2 separate regions of the Mus musculus genome follow, and region 2 is linked to region 1. A link is a contact called in public HiChIP or PLAC-seq data. All regions are on one chromosome and are shown on one strand. The core of a region is the stretch at or near the end of the contact, and the rest is flanking DNA. Distances in the headings are between cores, read along the strand shown. Region 1 has its middle 16 kb from the start of Gm34481. Region 2 holds the start of 1700027J07Rik (RIKEN cDNA 1700027J07 gene).

Region 1 (5,246 bases), core at 746-3,245:
CACGAAGTTTGTTTCCATAGTCCTTTGGGAAAGGATTCCAACTGAGCCACAGGAACGTTCCCTATGTCTCCAAGCTGGTTCCTACCTTCTAATCTACAGCTAGTTCTCAGTCAGGATTTACCAGCTACCACAGTAGTCTCATTTTGAATGAAGGACACTGGTCTATCTGGGTATGGTGGTACACACCTATAATCCTAGTACAAACCAGACCTAGGGACATAGGTAAGAGGATTACAGCCTGGAGCAAACTCCAGCCAAGTAGTGAATTTGGGTTTCAAGAAGGGCAGGGGAAGGAAAGGAGAAGGAGTAGGAGGGAGAGGAGGATGAGGAATAAGAAGAGATGGGGGAGGAAGAGGAAGAGATGGAAGAAGAGGAAGAAGAGAAAGAAAAGGATGCAGTTGGGAGTCACTTGGTGCATATGTCTTTGAATCTGGTCACGCTTTAGTTGTGTTCAATCTACACCAGTTCCTCAGTCTTTGATTTCAAGACTTTGGTGTTTTTGAAGAGCAGAAGTCAGTTATCATCACAAGATTTAATCAGTGAGTTTTTATCCACCTTCCTGCACTGCCCTGAGGATGGAGATGAAGCATCATTGAAATGCAGTAAGCCTCCTGAGGGGCCTCCCAAGGGGCCTCCCGAGGGGCCTCCCGAGGGGCCTCCTGAGGGGTTTCCTGGTGTGCCACTGCCACATACACCACTTCCTATGAACATTGTTTGAGTTGGAGGCGTCTCATGTCCTATAATCCCTTCTGTATCAGAGCAGAGGGTTGCCCCACAGAAATCCACTTCACACCCTCTCCCACCATCAGGACCTCATCTTCTGAGACAAGAAGTCTGTACCAACCTGGGTGCACAGTGTTACTATTTTTCCTGGGTGACATGTCTTTCAAAAAGTCATTTGTATTTCTATACCTGTCCTATCTCTTGTAAGAAAGCTGTGTGCTCTCCCCTTTACTGTCTTCATCCCATGAGGATGTGGCTCAGCTGTTGAGCATGCGTGAGGCTTGGTATTAGCAATGGAACGAAACAGAAGAGAAAGGCGTCTGCAGGCCTCACTGACCAGTCTTTTTGTGTCACATTTCTGTGACCTTCCACAGACTTACTTAAATATTTTCCTTCATTTTGTTTTTTTGTGAGTTTTGTTCGCTGATGCTAAACAGTCAATTTGCAAGGGTAAGTGCCTTTTACCCTCCCTGTACCTCTGTCTTAAAGCATGATCCTGTCGCGTGGGAAGTGCCGATTGCTGGAGAGTTGAAGCAGTTGTTGTGGGTGTGTTGTCCGTGGTCCTGTTGTAATGCCTGCTCACCCCGGTTCACCCAACGCTCTCCTAGAAACGCCATAGACTTTTCTGGTTTAGCATCAGGCAAAAGCAAGGGCCAGGCATGGAAAGTACTAGGAAAGGGCATTTGGGACAAACGCAACCACAGACCATGACTCATCTGATCCAGAGGCTACGAGGTCACCCTTAGTATCAGCAGCACTAGAAGGTCACATGTTCTCTGTGGAGCCTCACCGCACATCAAAATGTCTATGGCTGGCATCACGCAGGACAGAGCTTCTCTGTCAGCTTCCTCTTTTACAGACACATGGCCGTTTATAAGTAACATCCCCTTCCAAGACACAGGGACATCATTCTCAATTGACACGTTGCTGTGTTCTGTCTTTGAATTTTTGAGGTAACTGGAAAAATTTCCCCCATGTTGTTCTGCTAAACATATGAGGCTTTGGGAGGTTTAACTAGAAAAATTTCCACCTGTCTAAAACAAACAAACGAACTCTGTGGAGCACTACATACATTCTGGGAAGTGTGGTTATGAGGAAACAAAAGGTGGTGTTTCCAGGAGACGCTGGACACTCTGCACTCACATACATAAAACACCTAGGCCGGGTCTAACACAAAGAAAGTCTTTGCTATTATTTTTCCTTGTGCACACAGCTGTTCTGTTGGAGAAGGCAGGCCAGTGAATACAGAACAGATAAGAGTGTCACAAAGTCGGGTGGTGGTGGTGGTGGTGGTGGCGGCGGCGGCACATGCCTTTAATCCCTGCACTTGGGAGGCAGCGGCAGAAGGATTTCTGAGTTTGAGGCCAACCTGGTCTACAAAGTAAGTTCCAGGACAGCCATGGCTACACAGAGAAACCCTGTCTTGTGTGTGTGTGTGTGTGTGGGCAACCAAACCAAACCAAAAAACCCAACAAACAAACAAAAAAAGAGTGTCACAAAGGTTTCTACAGAGACTAATTACCATGACAGAAGTTAAAAAGGGATGGACTTTAAGTAGAGGCTCAGGGTGTCCTTCTGGGGGACTTGAGGGCTAAATACAAACTTAAGGGGAAGGACAAAGAGGAAGAGGGGGAGAAAAGAGGAGAAGGAAGAGGAAGGAGAAGAGGAAGAAGAGGAGGAGAAGGAAGAGGAGGAGGAAAAGAAGGAGGAGGAGGAGGAGGAGGAGGAGAATTCTGAGAGCAGGCCAGAGAGACAGGCAGGGCCAGGAGAAATCCTGCAGGCCATGGTGCAGTTTAGTCAGTAAGTGAAATAAGAAACTGCACAGGAGAGAGAGAACAGGGCACATGACAGGGAACCCAGGAAACCTGATTAATCAGCAGAAACCGGGTGACATTGAAGATGGAAAGGAGACGTTAAAAATGGAAAAATTTTGGTGGGGAGGGGTTAGAGTAACTGGGTATGATGTTGGATAAAGGAAGAGGGAGAGTTGGGGACAATCCTCAGATTGCTGGATCTGGTGATCTGCTAGAGAGTGCTGTCAAACACAGAGAGGAGAAACGATTACATGAGGAAGTTGTGAGGGGGCCTGTGAACATACACACACACACACACACACACACACACGCACGCACGCACGCACGCACGCACACTAGACCAGAAAATGGAGTTTCTATATGCTTAGTAAGAGAAAAGTGAAACAGAAATTGGTTAAATACCGGTTCTGTCTCCATCATGTGTAGGCAGATGTACTGTTGTTTTGTTTTTAGGCAGTCTCACTGTGGAGTCCTGCTGGCCTGGAGTTAGCTATGCAGACCAGGGCCCTGAACTCACAGAGATCTGTCTGGTTTTGCCTTCCATATACTGGGATTTAAGATGTGTGCCATCAAGCCTTGCAAGATAAATTTATTTGCTAAAACATTACCTTTAACTTTCTCTGGCAACAATCAAAATAGAAATGGAAGCTAATGGTAGATAAATGGTATAAATGAGCTACCAGACAGAGGCCCACTCTGAGTAACTGGAAAATAATTGCCTTTTAGGAGACACATAAGAGAGGCCTAAGCAAGGAGGGGGATTGAAAGACTGGAGATTTGAACAACATAAAATATTGCAGGGGGAAATTATATGCCCAAAGCTGACCAAAGACAGAATAACAGAAGAAAAAAGTACAGAGCTTGTTGTTAGGATTTTCCCCTGGGGCTGGGGAGTAGAACCCAGTTGGTAGAGTGCCTGCCTAACACAGTCAGGGACTGGGTTCAATCCCCAGCCCCAAATGAATTGGGCCCAGTTGTATATATGAGGAGGTAAAGGCAAGAGAATCAAGAGTTCAAGGTCACCCTCTAATACAAAAAGTGAGTTCAAAGCCAGTTTGGGTTACAAGAGACCCTGTCTTAATAATATTAATGAATGTCAAATTTATTAAAAATTAAAAAAAATTTACTTGACACAGAGAACTTTGACAAAGAAATGAAAACTTCAAAGAGGTTACTAGGATAAAACATTTATGTATATTTTCAGCAGTGGATGACACGTATAGAAATAGCTAGACACGAGGAAGGGGCTTGTGTCCACATCAGGACATGGGAGTGTGAATGGGAAATATACAGGAGAAGCTGATGGGACATAGGTTTTGTTTGCCTAGATTCCTCTTGGCATGCACTGCACATCTCTCCAGATAAGAATATTTTCACCATGGAGCCAGGCAGGCAGCTTTCTCACGGGGAATGTATGCCTCCCCCAAAGGGGAGAAAAGAGGATCTACTCTGTGTCTGCTTCTTCTTAAGCTCCTTCAGCTCAGAATGATCAGTACGCCAGAGTGATACGTTCTAGGGTGGCATGCTGCGCTCTCCTCCAGTGAACTGATGACGGAGAAGTGACCACTTGAGAAAGTTTTGTTTAGATTAAAAGCAGGTACCTTCCCCCCCACCCCCCAGAGTGAACAAATTTCTCTCCCCTTGGTCTTTTTGAAGCAGGGTATCACTATGTAGCCCAGGTTGTCTGGAGCTCTGTAGTCCAGGCTAGCCCTGAACTCCTGATCCTCCTGCTTCTGCTGTCTGACGGCTGGTATTACGGTTGTATGCCATCATGCTTAGCAAGAGCTGAGAGGTTTAAGGGCTGGAGGATTGTAGTTGCCTAATATGCCCAAAGCTCTGGGTTTGATTCCTACCATGGAAACAACAAACAGTCAAACTGGGAATTGGAGGAGCAGTTGTACCCAGCAGATAGTTAAAGTTTTCTGCATTCTCTTGAAAGCAGAAATCTAGGAAGAAAAACTTATTTATGATGTGCTGGGCAAATGCTCTGTCATTGAGTTGAGCTATATGCCCAGCTCCTGGCTCTTGAAGACACAGTCAAGACAGTTCAGGCTGAAGTTGAAATTCCTATATAGCTTGGACTTGCCTCAAATTTATAATTCCATGATTCTAGTTATGGATGAATATGTGGTTAATGAAGTTTTTCACATAAACAAAATAAAAGATGTATTTCTGGAAAGCATTTCCTAGTTAAACATTAAGGAGGGAACATGGCAACCTTTGCTCAGTAACTTTCATACATTAGGAAAATTAGATGAGCTCTCACGGGCAAATGGGGCCTGTGTTCTGTATTCAAGGCTGTTTCTCCAGAGGCAACATTTTCCACAACAAAACCCATTGTGACAAGCAATAGGAAGGAAAAATTAGGGTCCTTACAGTATCCTTCTTCACTATGAAGACTTCTGTCTTTCCACCAACCTGCTAACTTCATTCCACACATGTTTGGGCCTTTGCCAGTGCTTAGAAATTCTCCATACACTTTGAAGCAGGCTAGACAGGCAAGAGAAGAACGTAAGAGGCTGACTGGTTAACTCGAGGACTAGTGGTTAAAATCTGCTCTTGCAGAGGCCAGAGATACAGAGCTGAGTTCAGTACCCAGTACCTATGTCGGGAGGCTCACAACCTGTACTAGCAGTTTCAGGTGTGTCTACCACCTTTGGTCTTCTCAAGGATACACACACACACACACACACACACACACACACGCAT
Region 2 (5,255 bases), core at 273-2,772, 100 kb after region 1:
AATAACTGGAGAGACCTAGTCCAGGTTGTGCCTGGCCATGGGGAAGAGGACAGGGAAGCAGACGACACTGTCCATGCTGCCTGGAATGAAAAACCACATTATCACTCTCTAGGGCCAAGGAAGCCTCAGTCTTTTTTAGAAATACCACCTGAAAGAAGAGAGATGTGCAATTCTGCAGGCAATGTCATTCTTTTCAGGGATCCTCAATGTGAAATTTAACAGCCTATTCCTTTGTCACTCCTAAGGATGTTGGTGAGAGGGGTATTTAAATCGCCTTTCTGTCACTACAACAAAATGCATGAGATAATCAACTTACAAAGAGGAAAGGTTGTCCAGCTCATGGTTTTAAAGGTTCTACTCCATAACCAAGAAGACCAATTTCTGGCAAGCCTTTGGTGAGGTTGCCGGAGGCAAAGTCTATCTTTAAGCATGTTTGAGCAAACTCCTCATACCATGGCCAGAAGAAGCAAAAGAGAAAAGAGTGGGTACCACAAGAAGATGTGTGCCTCTTCTGGGGCACACATCCAGTGATCTAGGACTTCTCTACTAGATCCCACCTCTCCCCACAATAGCATTGACTGGGGACCATGCCTTCAACGCATGGAGGTACACCAAATCCAAACTATAGCAAGGACTAGGTAGACTCACAACATACAGGCCATGTTGTCTTTGCCACCCGGTGAAGTGAATCACAGAACATCTTTTGAATAGGAACTTTCACCTTTTGTTATATCAGCAGGAATGCAGGCAGCCAGGACTCATCCAATATGTGCAGCTTACCAAAGTCCCAAGTGGACTATATTAATGCTCTGTGCTTAAGCCATACCTCTCAGAATGGGGCTGTGGCTCTGTTACCACAAGTCCTTGCCTCTAACAGGATTGAGACCCTGGGTTCCATTCCCAGCCCATCCTGCACTTCACTAACAGTAATAATAAGCCAGGGTTCCATCCCCAGCCCGTCCTGCATGTCACTAACAGTAATAACCCAGTGAAAACAAGTGTCTCCCACACCCCTCCACGACTAATGACACAGGACACTCAAATATAAAAGGCATGAGTTGCTGGCAGTCATTTCAACTATCTAGAACCCTAAGCTAGTGCACACTTGACTTTTCCTCTGTTCTCCGTTAGGTTGACACTCAGCCAGCCCTCCTGTTTACTAGTTGTCTGAGAGAAATTTAGAAAAACAAAACAAAACAAAAACCAAACAAACAAAAAAATGGTTTTAGTACAACCTAGGTCACATTCTTCTCATGTTGGTTGCTGCATAGTCGGAAGGGGTTACGTCAAGGGAAATTGACACCTACCCTTCTCATTTGCTCTTTGATTTGCACACTCATCAGAAGACTAGAGCCATTTGATACTTCACAAGATGATTCCCCTTAGCAGACACTGAGGGAAGGGGGAGTCACCTGGCCCCAGCATCTGGTAACTGTTCCCATTTCAACTGTTGACTCAATAAATGCCCTTGGGCAAGTCACTGAACCTCTCCACATTTAGTCTCTGGGGAATGAAATCTGCCAACTGTATTATGTGGGTTTGAACCTCACTGCCCTCTGGGATAAAAATAGGAGAGGACCAGGTGTCAGCTGGTCCCAAACTGATGTAAGGATGGCGGCCATGGGATCTCAAAGATGTCCTTGAGCTATAAATTCTATAATAGGGTCACGGGACACAGAGGCCCTCAGGCATTTATTTGGCTTGTGTGATAAATTCCAGCCCTTGAAATTTTTCCAGCCACTCTTGAATACTCTGCCTGGCCCCGCCCCCACTCCTCAGTATTTCTCCCGCCATAATACTCAACTCTGAATGCTGTTGCTTTGTCACAAAACTCTTGGACCGTAAACTTCCCAAGGGAGGAGATAACGTCAGCACAAGCTTCATTGTCAAGTACACACCAGGCAAGTGGGCATACTACGTGAATTGTTTGCCATATGGACGAGTGAATGAAGACTTCCCAGGCTCCAGAGAACATTCCACTCCTCTGCCTCTGGGATCATCCATCCCTGGCCAACATAAGGTAGGATCTGACCCCATTTCCCCACCATACTTACCATCAGTGGTGAGGATCACTGTCATCTTTACTGGATTTACAATCACCTAGAAACATGCCTGTGGGTGTATTGGGGAGGGTGTTTCAACTGATGACTAAGAAAGAGAAAGCTAGCTGAATACCATGAGACACTGTCTCAAGCTCCAGTCTTCATTACTACAACCTGCTCTCACAGCCATCCATGGCGAGGGCACCCTCACTGGGGGGGAGGCTATCCCTCAAACAGTGTGCTGAAGTGAGTCTTTTTTTTTTTTTTTTTAAATGGTTTTTTGAGACAGGGTTTCTCTGTATAGCTGTTGCTGTCCTGGAACTCACTTTGTAGACCAGGCTGGCCTTGAACTCAGAAATCCGCCTGCCTCTGCCTCCCGAGTGCTGGGATATCTAGACCAGGGTGGCCTCAAACTGGTAGAGATCCCTCTGCCTCTACCTTTGTTGCTGGGATCGAAGGCCTATGCCATCATGGCCGGCTCCCTCTATTCATTCTTTAAGGAAGGTTCTCTTTACAGATGTGGAAGAACAGTCTCAAGAGCAGATGTCAACACCATAACCAGAATTGTCCGGATTTTTGACTGAATGTAGGACTCATTTAGAGTCACGTGTCTGATGTTATGTGTAAAGACTGGCCAAAATCTTATCCCTAGCTTACATACAAGCACAGGCAGATAATTAGCCAAACTTCTTCTCTTGACTCTGGCTAAAGGTATCTAGGAAGTCAGGGACAACCATATAAATAACTTTCACGCTGAACTCGGAGACAATGGAAGTAGTTCAGACATCTAAAAACTCAGTGTAAGAGACTCCTAGTGCCACTGCTTGGCACAGAAGGGAGACTCAGCCCTAGAAGGCCTATGCTTCAGGAGAGGGCTTGACTCTCTGGGTTTCCCTATGCCCTCCTCCCTGAACAGATAGTTTCAGATTCCAGTGGAAGTCATCCAACAGACCAAGATCCCTCACTTTCCTCCCAGCATTCCTGCTAAATACAGCATCCAGGTCAACTGGAGTCATCTGCAAGTGCTCTCTCTGGCGCTCTCTTCCCATCTCTTAACTGGGCGTGGGTGTCCTGCACTACTGACTTTCCCATAGTGCTCAGGTGAGAAGCATGTTGTGGGCGGGGCAGTCTCAAGATGTCTGTACCACTGTTGGTTTACTGCTCCTGACTCTTTCTGCTGACGTTGATGTTGTCCCTAGAATTCTCATTCATTCTCTCTCTCTCTCTCTCTCTCTCTCTCTTCTTACCCCCACCCCCACCCCATTTTGGTCCTTTAGTTCCCCACTGGTATTAGTGTTTTCTCTTCAATTTGGAGAACTTGACTAGCTATAATTGCTCTGCTTTGTAGGTCTCTAACATATTTCCCAGGGAGGAGACACGTACTGCCTGATTCTTGGTATATTACGTATGCACCACCTGTTTTCCTGCTTGTCTGGCTTCCATGAAACCCCTGGATATAACACGTAGCCTACTGCTGCTGACTTCTGTAGCCATATTGCCTTCCTGGCTACCGCTGCAAAAAACAGTCCTGCTAACAACAGCTTCCCTTGACTCTTTCCTTCCTTCCTTCCTTCCTTCCTTCCTTCCTTCCTTCCTTCCTTCCTTCCTGGTGAGCAGGTGGAGGCAATAATGGAGGTTGGAACTAGGAACTCAATCTAGCCAAGTGTTTCACCAGCAAGCTACAGCAGCAGCCCTGGCTCTCTTAACTCTAATGCTACTTACTATTCATGGGTTCATGGGCTCTTTCTCTTTTTTTCCTCCCATCTTTGCTCTCAAGCTTGACCAGTGAATTTATGCATAGTATTAATTTTACATGCATCTTTGCATAGTAAGCAAATTATTCTCATTTCCTGCCATTTCCACACCCTACTAGGGGAAGCCCAAAGGACAGCTTCGGGATATACTCTGCCCTTTGTGACCCTGCCCGTTCAGAAGTCAGTCATTTGCTTAACTCATAACCCAACAGACTTAGATGCAAAAGACGGTTAGTTCCATTTCTTTCTGGGAAATTTCAGCAAGTAATAAAAAGATTTGCTAGTATGCCCAGAGATAGGGACATTGATAGTTGGGACCAAATAGTGAGTCATGGCAAAGCCATGAGGGGATTATTTTTAAAGGAGTTTAAATTTTTTCTTCTATGTCGTGAAATAATCATAACTACATAATTTCCCCCTTCCTTTTCTTCAAGCCCTCCTATAAACCTACCCCTTGCTATTTTTCAAATTCATAGTCTCTCCATTAATTGTTGTTATGTAGGTACATGTAGGAATATATATGCATTCCTAACTGAGTGTTAAATTTCAAAGCTCTGGACAAGTAGTCACAAGAAAGAAGAAAACAGTTCCAGGTCTAGAGAAAAGAGAAGCCAAGGAGACTGAGTTAGATAAGAGTTGAAAACCAACGGCCCAACTCTGCAGAATGCTTGGCTCCTGGTAGAAGTTGCTCCAGTTACTCTCCCCCACTATTCTGTGCACCTTTGAGACACAGACCCATCGGGCCAGGGAGGGCTTAACCTGGGTCAGAGGTTAGTCAACAACTTTTTACTGCAGAAGGCAAGACAATAAAAATTTTCAGTTTTGTAGGCTTCAAGTCTCTTGGAACCATAGAAGCATTAAGAGCAGTCAAAGGAACACATACGACTATGTTCTCACAGACCCTTATGGACACGGAAAATTGAACTTTACAAAAAAGAAATATTTTATTTGATACATTTGAGAGTTTGCCCGCATGTATGACTGCTGCAATGCCTGCAGAGGCTAGAAGAGGGAGTCAGATCCAAGGGACAGTGGTGAGCTGCCACCTGGTGCTGGGAACTGAACCTGGTCCTGTGTAAGAGTGGTCAGTGCTCTTAACTGTTAAGCTATCTCTTCAATCCTTTACTTTTTGTGTGCCCCCCAGATTATTTTAATTTTATTTCTTCTCAGTCATTTATAAATGTAGAAACCACTCCTGCCTTGTGATCCCGGGAATCATAGCCTGGGGATGTAGCCTTGTACCCCAACTCAGTACTGGGAGATCAACACAGGGCTTGCCATGCAGAGTACTGGGCTGATTGTGAGTCTTCTGCAGTTTCCTATTCCCCTTGGCAATGGAACACCAGAATAACAAATGGCCAAGTGGTACAGAGAGTAGGGCACAGAGCCACCAGTTGAACTAATACTGAGACAAACGCTACGAACGATGTGGCCAAAATTTGTGCATACCACAAGAAGG

What was found. HiChIP or PLAC-seq counts read pairs in DNA pulled down with a chosen protein or histone mark.
Region 2: a contact with region 1 is called in a RAD21 HiChIP or PLAC-seq map of pro-B cells, with 3 times the contacts expected there. The contact joins the promoter of 1700027J07Rik here to the enhancer-like site in region 1. A contact is called at or near these places in 2 of 15 datasets of contacts at CTCF or cohesin (large pre-B cells and pro-B cells), 5 of 484 Hi-C or Micro-C datasets (the Ba/F3 cell line, the C10 cell line, the HPC-7 cell line and 2 more) and 3 of 115 datasets of contacts at active chromatin or transcription factors (the 230-238 cell line, the SCID.adh cell line and embryonic stem cells).

The regions. Positions count from the first base shown.
Region 1 is chr10:43,639,821-43,645,066 of GRCm38.p6, forward strand. No RefSeq gene overlaps it. Among named protein-coding and RNA genes, the nearest start is that of Gm34481, 16 kb to the right of the region's middle. Within about 2 kb of position 1,996, at least 79 of the 459 cell types and tissues checked have an H3K27ac peak or open chromatin away from gene starts, as enhancers often do. A contact at or near this core is called in the Ba/F3 cell line, the HPC-7 cell line and pro-B cells, where this site is marked.
Region 2 is chr10:43,744,636-43,749,890 of GRCm38.p6, forward strand. 1700027J07Rik (RIKEN cDNA 1700027J07 gene) reads left to right here and starts at 1,523. Exons shown (of 4, transcript NR_040581.2): 1 at 1,523-2,020. RefSeq lists an enhancer at 1,503-2,043.